2 separate regions of the Astyanax mexicanus genome follow, and region 2 is linked to region 1. Evidence: chromatin contacts called from public Hi-C data. All regions are on one chromosome and are shown on one strand. Each heading gives the region's core, a stretch centred on a gene start, on an enhancer-like site or on the middle of the called end of the contact. The rest is flanking DNA. Distances are from core to core; before and after follow the strand shown.

Region 1 (5,384 bases), core at 1,881-4,380:
AAATAAAAGAATGAATGTAAGAAATGTAAACTGGAGTTATATTTATACTTTTTTTTACTTTATTGTAAGGAATTCTAAATTTAAAACTTAATTTTCTGAGTATAAAAGGGCATTTTCTTGCATGTGGTTGGTTTCTATGGTCCGGATCAGTTGATGAGTTAATTATTATTATTTTTTTTTATGTTTTCTCTCTCTGTTTGGTTTGGTTTTATACATGCATGAACCTAAACTCACCAAAATGCGCACCAATTTTGCTGTCTGGTGAGCAAGAAGTAAATATAGTGAGAAGATTCTGTGTTTCAGCGCATATATCTGTGCAGTGTGAAGCTGCTTTAACACAGATTGCTGAAATTTGCCTCTGTGCTTTTAAACACAGTGTTTTCTGTGGGACGTTCAGCGAAGAATGCTCCACCATTTCACAGTATAAAAAATGTTATGTGTGATTGGACAGAATCTTCAAGCTAGTAAAAGAGACCTAACATAAGTGTTGTGTTTGTTTCTCTCTCCCATGTAGAAATCTTACGTTTGGTGTAGATGGACCATCCTGGAGACTGATGACTGTGCTTAGATTACTGTCTCTAAAGCCACAGCAATAGTAAGATTTGTTTAACCCTATATTGACTATGCCTATATTTCTCATTACATCATTACAGTTTCTCTATTAGTGCTAAAAAATGATGGTTGTATCCAGAAACCTTAAAGTTTCAGTCGAAATTTTTGAAATATTGTGGTGCCATCTTATTGGCTGTGAAAATGGTAAACGAGAAGAGATATTCCCTGCATGTTCTCTTCGTTCCTCCTTCTTCTCTCCTCCTGTCTTCTCTGAGTAATTCTGGAATATAAAATGAATGGGAGGATAGGAATCTGATTACCCAATGGTGGAACAAACTACCTTCCACTACCAGATCAGGAGAATCTCTCGCTATCTTTAAGAAACTCCTGAAGACAGAGCTCTTCAAAGAGCACTTACTCTCCTAACACCTCTAACACACTAACTACTTCTAACCTCATTTCCTTCTTCCCCTCCTTCACTCCTCTATCCTATTATTCCCCTTTGACCTCCTTTTATCCCTATCCAAAGATGTTTTACCTTTAAACTTATTTTACATTGTACTTGACTATTGTAAGTCGCTTTGGACAAAAGCGTCTGCCAAATGTAATGTAATGTAATGTACTGGCAGAAGTTTCTGGATGCAGCCATTGATTCAAGCTTTATCTCTCATACACACTTACTCACCCTCGTGCTAATAATGTACAGTATATGAATCTGCTCTGCAGCTCCACCTGGAAGAATGTCCTGTTGGGGGCAGCAGTGAGCCAAGATAGAGAGGAGTGGCACATTCATACTGCTTTAACACTGTGCCAGCATCTCAGTGACGACAATGCCAGTGCAGTGGAGAGGGTGAGCCTGCTGCTTCTTCTATACTAAATGTGTCCAAATATGTGTGAACATCTCTTCTAATGAATGCATTCAGCTAATTTAAGTTACACCTATCGCTGACCAGATGTGCAAATGCACACCCACAGCTTGTCTAGTTACTCTAGAGAAGAAATACTGTATTATACATACTGTAATAATAGGAGCAAATAAGCATGAACCTATTAGCACCATAGCTGGTATTGGATAGAGGGGTATAAAGTCCTCCAGCATTCGACTCTAGAGCAGTGGAAGGACTGTGTTCTCTGGAATGATGGTGTTCCATCAAATACTTTGAGTAAATACTTATATGAGGTAAATAAGCAGGTGTCCAAATACTTTTATCCATATAGTTTAATTTTTGTTTATAGTTAGCAATGCTACATTTATTGTATTTTTAACTGTTCCAATAAAAATGTCTTATTAGAAAAAATGCAGATTTACAGGAACATTTGAAACTTTTTTTGTTTAAAGTCAAATGGCAGATTCACATTATGTCAAAAAGTAAAAATTTTCAAAAATATATATATATATATGAGCTACAAGAGGTTTGCACACAAAACACACAGTATACACTGACTTGTCAAAAGTCATGGGACAGGAACTATCATTGCGTTCCATGACTTTTGACAGAAATGAAATTTTCCATTCATATAAAATCGTATGCACTCTGATAAAACTCTGATAGTTCATGTTGCCTTGCCATGAGCATGCTGGCCAGTGTCCAGCCTCACAAGAAAAAAAACTCAAAAGGTAAATCAGTAGAGGTAACACTTTAAAAATTAGTTGACATTGCTATCCCATGACTTTTGGAATTTAAGTGTAATAGAGTGTAAGAGTGTTATTGGCCTCTTATGTACAGCTCTGGGGAAAAAAAAGAAGAGACCACTTTAGTTTCTGAATCAGCTTCTCTGATTTTGCTATTTATAGGTATATATTTGAGTAAAATGAACATTGTTGTTTTATTCTATAAACTATGAACAACATTTCTCCCAAATTCCAAATAAAAAAATTGTCATTTAGAGCATTTATTTGCAGAAAATGAGAAATGGCTGAAAGAATAAAAAAGATTCAGAGCTTTCAGAGCTCAAATAATGCAAAGAAAACAAGTTCATATTCATAAAGTTTTAATAGTTCAGAAATCAATATTTGGTAGAATAACTCTGGTTTTTAATCACAATTTTCGTGCATCTTATGTTCTCCTCCACCAGTCTTGCACACTGCTTTTGAAAAACTTTATGCCACTCCTGGTGCGAACATTCAAGCAGTTCAGCTTGGTTTGATGGCTTGTGATCATCCATCTTCCTCTTGATTATATTCTAGAGATTTGTAATTTGGTAAAATCAAAATCTCTTATGTTTTTCAGTGCTGTATGATGAATGAGCATTGTTCTGTTTTTTTTTCTAGTTAACTCTGCTAAAAGACGGATCAGACCAGGCTCGACTTGAACAGCTCGGCGTGGTCGAGGGCCTGAGACGAGAGGAACGGGTGATTCTGGAACACTCCAAAGACGTTCTCCGAAGCCTTCTGCCACAATCTTCGCCATGGCAACAGGACGGCATTCAGAACAAGGAACGCTGAAGGAGCCAGAGGGCATTGTCACTACTCGTGTTCCTGCCAAGACGTGGAGGATTTGGCCAAATCTGAGCAAAGGGAACTGGGATATTTCTTGGGCTGCACAATAATAGGCCTTGTACCCATTCACCAAGTGCTGGAACCCCAGCTAGCGAGTGTGTCCAAAATAGGCGAAGCGCTCGGCTGGATTTACAACCATCCCAGCATGAATGGGGAACAGGCAGCAGCATGCCAGCTTGGGGACTGGTGAAGAGTGCAGGCGGAGAGAATGAAAAGTAAAAATAGAATAGAATGATAAGAAAGGTTCCTGAAGCATTGGCTCTCTTTATATCTCTTAACTATACATCATGGAAGTGCTAGTTCTAAACACTGACATTCTGAAAGTCATAGGACAGCAGTATGTAAATAGTATGATCATGTTATCATGTGTTGCCTCAGGGCATTGCACAGGATTCCTCACACCTGTAAGTTACGAGGTAATATCTTGTTTGTGTGGTTTAACACTAGCACTTAAGCCTCAACACATCCTAATTATTTCAGTGGAGAGAGCTGCCACATGGTTTGGTGCATGCTGGGTCGCGTTGTGTTAAGTAGAACGCAGCTTTGCTGTCCGGCGAAAAACTTTATTCAAATGAATCTGGCGGCCCGAGCTGTATCCAGCCAATAAGGGAACAGTAGGCTGCTACATCACACACATATGAGCACACCACACACACTGAACAGGCGCCTTTTAACCACAGAAGAGAAGCTGAAAATGGCGGAATATGGATTTATAGAACCATAGATAACAGTGAGATTGATTAAAATTTTTTAATCACAGGCTGCATCTGTGAGCTGATGTATTGGAACCGAGTCATTGCACTTCCCTCCAAACGCGCTGTGATGCTACTCGGCAATGCTGCATCAGCAGCAGTTCAAAAAGAGGCGGTGGCTGACTTCACGTGTCGGAGGAGGCGTGTGCTAGTCTTCACACTTCAAGTGATAGAGGGAGTTCTAATAAGTGGGTTGGGTAATTGTCTGTGTAAATTGGCGAGAAAATGGGAAAAAACAAAAATTAAAATCTTAAACTTATAATTGCCGAATGTTTAAAATTGAATGTTCCAAGACCCACAGTGTCACTTGTGTACCAAGAGTACATCACAGAAAGTATTAACACCCACAGTGGACAGTCTGGCTAGAATTGTGAACAGAAGAGCAGCTCTGGATAGAATTATATCCATTTCTAATACAGGAGGCCCCACACACATATCTCACAGGTCAGTGCAGAGAACTCTTTCTTCTATGGGATGTGGCACACAATACTATTTCGTATAACAAGACTTCTGGCATGTTAGTTCTACTACCATGATGTCAGGACTGAGAATAACCTGAGTGCTTCCATTCCACGTGTCCTGAGAGATCCCAGCCACAAGAGTCAAGCTGTACTTGAAGCACAAAGAGCTCTTGATACAGATTACAGAAACAATTTTTGGCATTGTTGGCCAGTGTCATGGTTTTATATCTGATGCACGTTGCTACTGGAAGCCAGTAAAGAGCCGGTGATTCTGCATTCTGGATCAGTTGCAGTTGAGACCTGATGGCATGGATATGAAGACCAGCTAGATTCTAGATGCAGTACTCAGGTCCCAAGATGACAAAAGTCTGAAGAAACACCATATTTTTTTCATAAAGTGCCTGTTTTGGAGTGCACAGTGTACCATAACAAACATGGCACCCCGCAGTGCTACAAATAAATTATGAGGATGAGACAAGTACAAATAAAAGACTTTATGATCAAAAGAAGCAATTACAAGCAGGGTTTCTGGTATGTGACTTTGTCATGTTGAAATGTTTAATCAGATACATGTTACAATGTTTTATATAATAAAAGATAAAAAAAAATTGAAACTGTTAACTGTACTTCATGTTTAAATTGGTCTACAATGTTGTGCCCACTTTTTTTTATTAAAATGCAACTTTTCAGCCACATATTAAAATATATGTTTCAAATTAAATTACACATTCTCATCAATTTTTTTTTTTCACCAACCGACAAGACGGAAATTAGTGACTCAGAATGTTTAATCGTATTTGTTTATCTTAAGATGCAAGTTTTTATAGTGGATATTTATGAATATGAAGCTTAAAATGCAATTATATTTATATTTATATTAGTGGTGTCAGTTAAAACACTAGTATATACTTGTATGTTAGAGGCGAGATAAAACCCACTCAGCATTGGTTGTTTAAAAGTTTTTATGGTCCGGATCAGTTAATGAGTTTGTTTATTTGAAGCGTTTTCTCCCTCTGTTTGGTTTGATTTCACGCAGATACAAACCTAAACGCACCAAAATATGCACCAATAAACCAGGCGAGCACATTGTCTCCTCTGATTGGTCAGAGCTGTCCGGTG
Region 2 (5,384 bases), core at 1,882-4,381, 110 kb after region 1:
CTCTGCACTTGACCTGCAGGTTAAGCGTGTTGAGGTCTCTTCCTGTATTAAACGTGGATGTGGCACATTTAAAGAGATGCTTTTCTGATGGCATGAATAATTTTAGTCAGAAGTTGCCAGTCACACTTATTACGTCTGACTTTCACTGTGTTGACTGTGGGTGATGAATAATTTTTATGATTTTATGATGAATCCATTCCTAGGAGACATGTGACACTATGAATTGAAAAATACATTTTAAATATCCTCAAAATTTTAGAAATGGAAAGTCTACTACTACTTTCAAACTCGCTTAGTAGTTTTACACATTAGCGCCTTGCCATGAGCATGTTGGCCAGTGATAACACCTCACAATATAGTCTATTCCCAAGCCACCCTGACTTTTGGCATCTCCTGGGCAAGTTTGCTTGTGTTCAATAGGTTTTATGTTCTTTTCTACTGTAATTACAGAAAAACACGTTGCATTAAATCGAATGCATGCTACAAATGTGGCAGAATTAAACGAAGTAAATAAGTGAAAATGTGTGTGTGTATGTATGTGTGTATTGGAGGGAGTGTGTGTATGTATCCCTGTGTAGATGCAATACAGATGTTACTATTCCACTGCTGTGCTAGTGAGATGTCTGATTCATTGAGAAGAATTGCTTCTGCGGGGTGTGTAAGTTATTTCTGTGTGTGAGAAACGTGTGTGTGTGTGTGGCACTGTTTGAGTGCTGTAATTTTGTGCTGGATCACCTCTCGAGCATATTAGTGAAAAATATTTCCGTGCTTCAGAGGGCGTTCGAGAAAGAGGTCACGGTTACCTCTCTTTTCTTCTTTTCTCTCTGTCTTTTTCTCTTTCTCTCTCTCCTCTTCCCCCCTCCATCTGTCTAGCCCTACTCCACCTCCCTCTCTCTCTCTCTCTTTCACTGTACATTGCGATCCAGTAGGCTCTTCCCCCTTATTTTTTAATGAGCAATGAGTTCCAATGAGTCAGCGGTACAGTACGTGTCTGTGTTTAAATCTTTGAAAGGAGTATAATATATTACAACTTGAAGAGTAATTATGTTGATGACAGTGTATTGTTATCAATGTAGAAGCAGTGTATTGTCTTAAATGTTGCAATTAAAAGCTCAATTGGACCAAGAAATACTGTGTGTGAATTATTTTGTGATTTTTTGTTTGTGATTAACTTGAACAATGAAAAAATGCATTATGTTCGTCTTGCGAAGATTTACAGTCTACGGATTGTTCATGGAAGCTCTGGCATGGACAACAGTCATGATCATTAACTCCCATTCCCACTCCCACCTGTCTGAAAACCAAAGGAGACAAAAGAAGCCACTTAAAATCCTCCTGGAAGTATCCTACCCAGGAAATGTTTTAAAGATTTTGGAGTGACATCATTGTGACCACGCCCACAACGCACCTGAGCACACGTTTTTTTATTCAATTTATTATTTATATATTTTTTTATTTTGTGTAGAAATAGTACAACTTTATAAAAACACTTATGTGACTGTATAACTAACACATATCACTTATTATGAACAAATAAAAAAGTTTAATATCCACAACTAACACAGTGACAACAAGGATGACCATATATTTGCGGACTGTTTGCAGCAGCTGTGATTGGCTGGGCAGTGTTAGTGGAGCTGAAAGCAAGCGTTGTGATTGGCTCAGTTTATCAGTAGTTAACATCCTGTTAAAGGGGATCAGCTATCCCATTTCCACAAACACTGCTCCTTCTCTTCATTCCCCTTCTAGTATGAAAAGAGGATGAGGAGAGTAGAAGTAGAGGAGTGGGAAAGAGGACGAATAGAAGTAGGAAAGAATGAGTGGAAAAGAGGAGGAATAGGTGGAAAGGAGGAGAAGTAGGAGGAGGATAAGTAGGAAAAGAGGAGGAGGAGGAAAGAAAATGAATAGGAGCAGAGGAGGATGAGTAGGAAAGGAGTATGAGGAAAGGAAAAGGGGAGGAGGAACGGAAGAGGAGAAGTAGGAAATCAGTAAAATTAGGAAGGGAGGAGGAAAGGAAGAGGAGTGGAGTAGGAAATGAGGAAAGGAGTAGGAAGAGAGGAGTAGAAAAGGTGTAGGAGAAAAAGAAGAGGAGGACTAGGAAATGAGAAGGAGGAGTATGGAATGAGGAGGAGGAGGAAAGGAAGAGAAGTAGGAAATGAGTAGGAGGAGTAAGAAAGGAGGAGGAGTAGGAGAGGAGAAGTAGGAAATGAGGAGAGGAGAAGTAGGAAATGGAATGAAGGAAATAAGTAGGAGGAGGAAAGGAAGAGGTGAGAAGTAGGAGGAGAGGAGAAGTACCAAATGGAATGAAGAAAATAAGCAGGCGGAGGAAAGGAAGAGGTGAGAAGTAGGAAATGGAATGAAGGAAATGAGTAGGAGGAGAGGAGCAGTAGGAAATGAGTAGTAAAGGAGGAGGAAAGGAAGAAGAGAGGAGGAGTAGGTAAAGTTTCTGGAGGCAGTCTGGGTCACTAGTACTTTATACATGTCTGAGTGTTTATTAGTGTAGAGAGAGAGAGTGGCGGGAGCGCCCTCTGCAGGCCGCACGTGTTCATTAGATAAGCGTTTATAAGATTAGCTTAATTTCAGCGCTTCTGAGGAGGAGATAATGGCGGGCTGACACGGTGAAGTCTCTCTTATTTATGTGGAGTGTAAAAAAACACCCCGCTGCGTCTCAGTGTTTCAGTCAGAGCTCATGTTTTTAAGGGGGCGTGTTTGTCAGGTTACACAACCACTGCTGCACGTAGTTTCCCCTCAGCTCCTTACAGTCCTGCTGTGTGTCTGAGCTTCACTGCGTGTTTCTAAATCAGTGTCTGTCCTTCTTAATCCTTTAACTTCACCCCCAGTCCAGTCAGATGGACAAGAAGTGACCAAGACACAGTGTGGACGTGTGGCCACCTCCAGAGACACCAGACCACCACGAAGAGAGAGAGAGAGAGAGGGGTAAACATCTCCTGACTTACTGACCTACTATTCCTCCTCCATAACTGTGCTGTTGTTGTTCCACAGTAGCTTTCCCACTGATGTATATATGCTCAACACTGCAAACCAGACGTTTGTACTAGCCTCATAATGTTGGAGTAGTGTTGTAGTTATATTATGGTATTTTCTGTTCTCTCTTCATGTGTTCAGTCTGGTGGAACAGGAGGAGGAAACGTCCAGCAGTGGAAGCTGGTTTTCTGCACACTCCAGGAATGGCAGCACCTTTCCTCAGAGTGGGGCGCCTGAGTGAGCAGGTACTTCAAAAGGGCCACTAAACCCTAAACTAGGGGTGGGCGATATGGCTATAAAATAATATCACGATATTTCAGGGTATTTTTGCGATAACGATATACTTGGCGATATAGGAAAACAGAAAAAGAATTAATTCATTTCAGGAATATAGTATAAGAGTATAACAGCATAATCATAATGTGGCAAATTAAATAATATAGCATAAAATAATGCAGAATATTTAGTGCATGCATATGAACTGCAAACTAAAACAATTATACAATAAATACACTTAAAGCTTCACAGTAAATAATAGACTACTTTTAAGACCGAAAAGCCCTATTATCACGATATGGATTTTTAATATCACGATATTTCTGTGTCACAATATATTGTATACGATATAATATTGCCCACCCCTACCCTAAACCATACTGTTTATATTAATAGCTGAAATTAGTTCCTTTAAAGTAATAAAACATAGCAGTCCTGATTAAAAAATTAATAACCTTTACTAACCTTTAAAAACCTTTTAAAAACGCTTTTATTCTGGTCCACCTCTGCAGCGCCCTCTCAAGTTCAACTGTGTTATAGGCGTGGGTGATGTTTCCATGTACTTCGGTACACAGACACATCCCAGACAGCAAGTATACGTCGTCTCAATGTTGGCTTAATGTCATTGTTTGCGTTGGCAAATCACGTTGGTCTAACGTCATTTTTGCCAGTGATCCTAAGTTTGCCTGATGTTGGGTGTTAACCAATGTTTGACGGTGGGATAACATTGGCCTTATATTGAGTGTTAACCAATGTTTGATGTTGGGACTGCGTTGGCCTGATGTTGGGTGTCAACCAGTGTTTGACGTTGGGCCTTCGTTTGGCCTAATGTTGGGTGTCAACCAATCTTTACGTTGGCCGGACATTGGGTGTTAACCAATGTTTGACGTTGCGAATACGCTGGCTTGATGTTGGGTGCCAAGCAGTATTTGACGTTGGGACTATGTTGGCATGACATTGGGTGTTAACCAATCTTTGACGTTGGGATAGCATTAGCCTGATATTGAGTGTTAACCAAAGTTTGATGTTGGGACTATGTTGGCCTGATGTTGGGTGTCAACCAGTGACGTTGGGCCTTTGTTGGTCTATTGTTGGGTGTCAACCAATCTTTGACGTTGGGATAACATTGGCCTGATATTGAGTGTTAACCAATGTTTGATGTTGGGACTACGTTGGCCTGATGTTGGGTGTCAACCAGTGTTTGACGTTGGGATAACATTGGCCTGATATTGAGTGTTAACCAATATTTAACCTAGGAAATTTGGGTAAGAGACATCTGCTTTATGTAAGAATGTGTATAGTTTATTTCTGAGCACCCCTGTGAACATCAGAATGAGAAATGGGACATCCTGCAGGCACAAACAAATGACTGCACCTGCCCCGACTGGGAAAGGGCCTAGGAGAGGTACTCCCCCACCACTGTGTACCCCATTACCATACCCTGCAGAGGAGGAACCAAAGAAAGGAGGAATCTAAAAGACATTTCAACACATTTTTAAGCCGTTTAGATTCTGTGATTCATGTTGACGTAGTATAAAGAAGTGAAACAGAGAAAGGGAGCAGGAGCCTGATGTTATGACCTGGTCTAGGTCAGACCATAACATAATTAAAAAATATCTGTGCCCTCCCGGTTCCCCAATAGCACGTAAACCAAGTTGCAAAGATGTTTTCTTTGGACATCTTCTGAAAGCTGATAGTTGGTGATACAAATTGTAAGATGGTAGATGGTGCTCCATATAATACCTTTGCATAAGTTGTGGAGTTTGGGATAAGGTGAAGTGTTGGTCAGACACTATCCTCACTAAATGCAATCAAATTCTCACAGCAATCCTCCAAAATATGGTAGAAATCTTTCCTGGAGAGTAGAGACTGTTATTCCAACAAAAACAGCATAGTACCTTTGATTTTTTTCAGAGAAATGAGCAAGCAGATTGTCCCATTACTTTTATCCATATCCTATAAGTAAGATAGATGCCGTGGCATGATCTGAGTTGCAGTAATAGGAGAGCTTTTCCAGAAATGCTGTCCATAAATAAAGGTTAAAATGAGTCATGTTGTGACACCCATAGACTACTGGAGTGTCGGTTTCCTAGTGATGCAGTTCCCACAGCAACACAGTGTGA

The links. Hi-C and Micro-C count contacts between places; a contact is called where the count stands out from the background.
Region 2: a contact with region 1 is called in a Hi-C map of muscle, with 6 times the contacts expected there. The contact joins the promoter of LOC103024042 here to the enhancer-like site in region 1. A contact is called at or near these places in 2 of 3 Hi-C or Micro-C datasets (blood and muscle).

The regions. Positions count from the first base shown.
Region 1 is chr21:25,743,046-25,748,429 of AstMex3_surface, forward strand. setd4 (SET domain containing 4) reads left to right here. Exons shown (of 10, transcript XM_007251346.4): 8 at 515-595; 9 at 1,279-1,402; 10 at 2,825-4,444. The coding sequence ends at 2,998. cryzl1 (crystallin, zeta (quinone reductase)-like 1) reads right to left here. Exons shown (of 13, transcript XM_007251340.3): 13 at 4,745-5,384. Among protein-coding and RNA genes, the nearest start is that of cbr1, 11 kb to the left of the region's middle. Within about 2 kb of position 3,131, the one cell type or tissue checked has an H3K27ac peak away from gene starts, as active enhancers do.
Region 2 is chr21:25,854,162-25,859,545 of AstMex3_surface, forward strand. LOC103024042 reads left to right here and starts at 3,132. Exons shown (of 6, transcript XM_049470017.1): 1 at 3,132-3,230. The coding sequence starts at 3,189. It overlaps itsn1 (intersectin 1 (SH3 domain protein)), which reads left to right. Exons shown (of 40, transcript XM_049470016.1): 40 at 1-1,129.